Linked DNA regions of Sus scrofa: region 1 is linked to region 2. A link is a contact called in public Hi-C data. All regions are on one chromosome and are shown on one strand. Each heading gives the region's core, a stretch centred on a gene start, on an enhancer-like site or on the middle of the called end of the contact. The rest is flanking DNA. Distances are from core to core; before and after follow the strand shown.

What was found. Hi-C and Micro-C count contacts between places; a contact is called where the count stands out from the background.
Region 1: a contact with region 2 is called in a Hi-C map of skeletal muscle, with 4 times the contacts expected there. The contact joins the promoter of HOMER1 here to the promoter of JMY in region 2. A contact is called at or near these places in 1 of 5 promoter capture datasets (liver), 9 of 47 Hi-C or Micro-C datasets (alveolar macrophages, embryonic fibroblasts, fetal heart ventricle and 4 more) and 1 of 2 datasets of contacts at active chromatin or transcription factors (skeletal muscle).

The regions. Positions count from the first base shown.
Region 1 is chr2:88,252,438-88,255,137 of Sscrofa11.1, forward strand. HOMER1 (homer scaffolding protein 1) reads right to left here and starts at 1,406. Exons shown (of 9, transcript NM_001243811.1): 1 at 1,036-1,406. The coding sequence starts at 1,040.
Region 2 is chr2:88,020,287-88,022,986 of Sscrofa11.1, forward strand. It overlaps JMY (junction-mediating and -regulatory protein), which reads left to right and starts at 1,286. Exons shown (of 10, transcript XM_021084484.1): 1 at 1,286-2,700.

The sequences.
Region 1 (2,700 bases), core at 156-2,655, 230 kb after region 2:
CGTTTCAAGAATGAAAGTTTAGGTATGCATACCCCTCAACTGTCACAATAAATATCTCAGTGTCTATCCTTTCAATCTCTGTCTCCTAACTACATCTTAGATGCATTTATTCAACCACCAAAAAGGGTGGGGGGGAATTCTGGAAGTTCTTTTTTGACACAAAGCATTGACAATCTGTCAATGAAACGACCAGATCATTATTCCATCAATACATAATAGCTGTCTGGCTTAAATTAGGAGGAGTCACTCATTTTATTGAGTTACTGTATGAAGAGTTAATAAAAAGTTGGAAAATGCACTTCTGCTTGACTTGGGATCTGAAAGGTGTAGATCTGACACTGTTAACACAAACTGATGACATGATCACAAAAGCAAAAACAAAAAAACAAACAAACAAAAAAACCAAAACCGAAAAGTGAACAAGTTCTTTCAACAAAAAGCTTTTCTTATTTAGGCTCTGATCTCCAACTAAGCACAGGGCACTGGGGAGCCCTTGTCAGTAAGACTTTCAGATTTTCGTTTTAATGCCCCAATAAGTCAATTCTATTGATTTTAGCTATGGCTATTCAAGGGCAAAACAGAGGGCACAGTGAGGGCAACAATTTACACTGGATCATTTTCAAGGACTGAAATCCAACCGCTCAATACTTTACAATTGTTCCTTTGTGCACCTGATTATTCTAAAGGCACCGAGAGAATGCAGTACTTCTCTTTGAAAGAAATCGGCAACAAAACCTATGACAACATTACTTTGATCACAAACTGCTGCGGCACTTTAACCAAGAAAGGACAGGAAGTGTTGTCTTCTTAAATATCACTAATAAAACTATATTCTGGTGACAAGTAACAGACGTGCGTTCCTTAATTATGGCCTCCGGTGTCACTCCACAAAAATAACTTGTTAAAAGGTTAACACTAGCTTAGCAAGGTGGCAAATTTGCTTGATAACATAAAACACAGACAATCCACCACCACCGCTCTATCACACAAATACATAAACAGACTCGAAGTGGTGTTAAACACAAAAATTCTTACCCCATTTTGCCCAATGAAAACTTGCTCTGAAGTTTCTGCTCTTATACTACGTAATAACTTCCAAAGGAATTTCTCCGTCTGCTATTTCGCAGTAGCTTGTCCACCCCCCGAGATCCTTTTCTGGAGGTATTTCAGTGATGCTGTAAATTCAGTTAGTTCCCTTAGATAAAATGATTTCTTTCTGGGAAATACCAAAACGTTCAAACAGAGGTGGCATTTGCTTGTTAGAATTAAAATGCTGCGCGGAGGAGACAGCGGTCAACTCTATTCCACAAAATGAGTCTACGTGTCGGAAAACGCAGAATCCAGCTTCACCGAGTCCTGTGAAAAATGAGTTCGGTGGTCATTTCGTTCCTGTCCTCCTCCACACTCAGGGAGAGCCAGGTAACTCGGCCTTTTCGATGCTACTAAGGCTGCGGGTTCAAATTTCTCCACCACACCGGGTCCCTGGGGGTGGAGCGTGCAACCCAATGCGACGTGCACTGGAGAGATCCCTAAGAGAAAATAAAAATCCTAAAAGCAGTAATGTCACTGCTTCCCTGCGCTCACATTAGAAAAAGCTATATAGAAAAATCTCCTCGAAGTGCGAACCTGGCAACTCGCGACGTGCATGGCAGTCCACATTGGAATCTGTCTTTTAATTTTTTTTTCCCCCTCCTAAGACCGGGAGCAGAGAGGAGGCGGGGAGGAGGAAGAGAAGGCTGGGCAGGATCGATCCATTCTCCCGAGGAGAACACACGGAGCCATTTCCAGGCTGGCAGCAGGCTGGGGGCGCAGCGCACGCCGGGGAACAGGGGGGAGGGGGCCCGATCCCACTTCCCTCAGCCCCTGCCCGCCCCCCGCCGCCGAGCACAATGAAGCCCGGCTCGCGCCCGGCCCTTCATTCGCGGCTGCCCTTCTTCCCTCCTCTCTTCGGAGCACCGCAGGTCTGAGGCTCCCAGCGGCAAAGAATGAATGAATCAGAAAGCCAAGCCCCACGCTGCCCCCAGCACCGGCGCCCAGCTCCGGGGCGAGCTGAGCAGAGGCGGAGGACAGGGCTGAAGGGTCGACGGGCGCCCGCCCGACTCGAGGCGGGCAGCTAATCCTGCGTCGGGCGCAGGGGAACGGGGCTCGCAGCCGCGGAAGAGCCGCTGCTCCAGCGCCCCCACCCCTGCTCCTCGCCTCTCCCGCTCCGCGTCGCCGCCACACGCCGCCTCACAGTCCCCGGGCCCCGCCGCCGCCTCCTCACACTTCCATCACCGCCCCGCTCCGCCGGCCTCCAGCTCCCGCTCGGCAGAGCAGCGCCGGCCGGGCGGCCCGAAGCCCGCCGCTGCCTGTGCCTCCGCCCGCCGCTCGCAGAGCGGAGGACACCGCTTCCCAGGTCAGTGCAGCCAGCGAGAAGCGAGCGCGGCGGTAGAGCGGGCTGCTGGGGGCGGGGGAGGGGGGCGGGGAGAACGAGGAGCTGTGCGGTCCCTCCCCCTGCTCGCGGGAGGGGGCGCGAGGCAGTTGCAGCCGCCCCGACGCGACCGGGAGCCGGGGGTTGGGGTGCTGACGGGTCCCAAAGGCCCGGCGGGGCCCTGCGGCCAGCAAGCTGGAGGAGGCGGCAGCCGCGAGGGCGGTGGGGAGGCTGGTGGTCAGGGGCCGAGCCGGCCCTCGTGGGGAGCTAGGCCGGCCGGCAGATTCGGC
Region 2 (2,700 bases), core at 36-2,535:
GCAGCCACAACTACAGTGAAAGAAGCAATGACTGCTAAGCCTCCTTCCGCTTTGCCGGCAACACATTCCACACCTAGGAAAACGTCTCAAGCTCTCAAATCAGGTGGTACGGAAGGTGCCACCTTTGAGTAGGACTCAGAAAGGAGAATGGCTCTACAGCAGGTCCTGACTGCAGAGCATAGAGTCAAAAATCCCAGCACACCCTACAGTATTCAAGATGTCAGTAGCAGTAAAAGATACGGTGTAAAGTTTACAGCAAGTCCCAGTGGAAGAATCACAACACTGAAGTTGGAACAAGGTCAAAATGTAGCTTTCTATAACTCTCCTTATTCCCAGGGAGTGATTTATACACTCAGACCTTGCTCAACAATCAGATACAAGCCTAAATAAAGAATTGTAAAATACTACCTAAAATGCCATGGGAATTCTGGTTTGCTTCTTTTTATTTCCAGGATAACAATTATAAGATAGAGAAAATGAGAAACATTGACACCACCTTTTGACAAAACACAGCTGCCAGAGTATTGGGGAAAATACTTAACACCTGTATGACTAGGAACCCATTTTCTCTAGCATTATTTTGAAGAGATGCAATTTTATTTCTGTGGGGGAAGATTGCAATTCTAATACATATGTAAACAATATATTTCCCATAAACATATTCTTTTGGCATTCATTCTCAGTATTCATACTTATCTGTAATATATTATGAGAGCTAGTGATTATCTCATCTCATCACTTTCTATCAGAAAAACTTGGGTTTTTTTTTTGTTTTTTTTTTGTTTTTTTTTTTTTTTTTTTTTTCAGCCTCACTGGCAGGCACATGGAAGTTTCTTGGCCAAGAATCAAATCCAAGCCACAGCTGCAGCAAAACCAGATCCTTAACCCACCACGCCAGGCTCGGGATCAAACCTGTGCCTCCACAGAGACTAGCTGGATCATTAACCCACTGTGCCACCGAAGGAACTCCCTATCAGAAAAACTAGCAGTAGTTTTTCTAAAATGTGTTATTATTTGCTTAGCTGATTATACTCATTTGCAGTGGTTGTTTTTGGGTTGTTCATTTGTTTGTGTCTTTTTAGGGCTACACCTGTAGCATAGGAAGTTCCCAGGCTAGGGGTTGATTGGAGCTGCAGCTGCCAGCCTATGTCGCATCCACAGCAACATCAGATCCGAGCCTCAGGTGCAACCTATGCCCCAACTTGCAGCAACGCCAGATCCTTAGCGTATTGAGCAAGGCCAGGGATCGAACCTACGTCATCATGGATACTAGTCAGGTTAGGTTCCTTAATGCTGACCACAATGAGAACTCCTACAATGGATTTTTTTTTCTTTTGTCTTGCCTTTCATAAGGGATATGTCTGATTTCCATTTGAGAGTTGCCACAAGTTCAGTTATGAGCTTTGACAATTTATGGTTCACATAAAGAACTGTAAAAAGCTTTTAAAACCTGTCCTAGTCCCTTTTGCTCATCCTGCCCTACCCAAAGTGGCCCTTCCCAACACTCCTTTTTTGGTCAAAGCAGATCTATAGGTCTAAAATGTCCAGCTGAGTGACAGGGCAAAAACTTTTTGCTGGTTTTTTTCAGACGTCAGGACAATACTGAGGTAAGCATGGATGACAATACAAGGTTAATCTGTTCTCACATATCTTTTAGAAATATGAATAAAATTAATCATTCCCATTGTACTTTACTGTGAACAGAGAATAACTGCAATATGAATTGGACACTAGCAGGAAAGAGAATGCTAATAATATAAACTGGATTATAAAATCCACTAGTCAATTTTAAGAATGTATTTCAGTATGAATAGCAGAATTCCTCAGATTTGCTTTTTTTTTTTTGGTATGTGCATTCTGGGAACTCTGATAACTGAATACAATTTCAACAGGGCTCAAACCTGTGACCTCAAAACGAGGTTCACAGAACAGTACACAATGATGAAACCTGAAGCAATAAACCACAGATGAACCGAGATGTAAGCATTCATACTGCTAGGACAGGGCTGCATTTTCATTTATTTTGTTTTGGAGTTCTACTGGGTTGTCTTTCAGACACCTTCCCTTCATTCCTTAAAATGTCGGAAGGGTGTTAGGGGACAATCCAATAGTCTAGATAGATCCCAGTAAAGTTCAGCACATAGTTCACAAAACGTTACCGAGTTATTTCTGAATGTAGGAATTATCCCTCTGGGCGAATGGAGGAAAATTTACACTTGAGGGTCCCTTTGAATGGCTGGAGTTTAAAAAATCTCAGTTCCTCCGTCTTTGTTCCTCTTTAACTGGGTTCGGAGACCACCTGTCCCGAAGGGCACACCTGCAACTCTCAATGCCTGCAGTTCCCCGCCTCCAGCTCTCGAAGGGAGGTGCTGAGCGGGAAGAAAAGAGCCGGCGCGCGGCCGCCAGCGGACCGGGGCGGGGACGCCGAGGGGCGGAGCCGACGGGCGCGAGCGGGGTGTGCGCGCCGCCGCCGCGTCACCAGCGTGCGGCACGTGCCCGTGTTTACGTCCCTCGTGGAGCCGCCGACGTCAGCAGCCGAATAGCAACATTGTGGCGATTCTGAGGCGCAGAGTTTAGGAGACCCGTCCCTCCATCAGGCCGGCTCCAGGCGGTCGGCAAGAAGAGGCGGGGGGGCGGGGAGGTCGGCCCGAGTGAGCGGCGGAGAGGTAGAAGCCGCGGGCCCCTACCACCTTCCTGCCT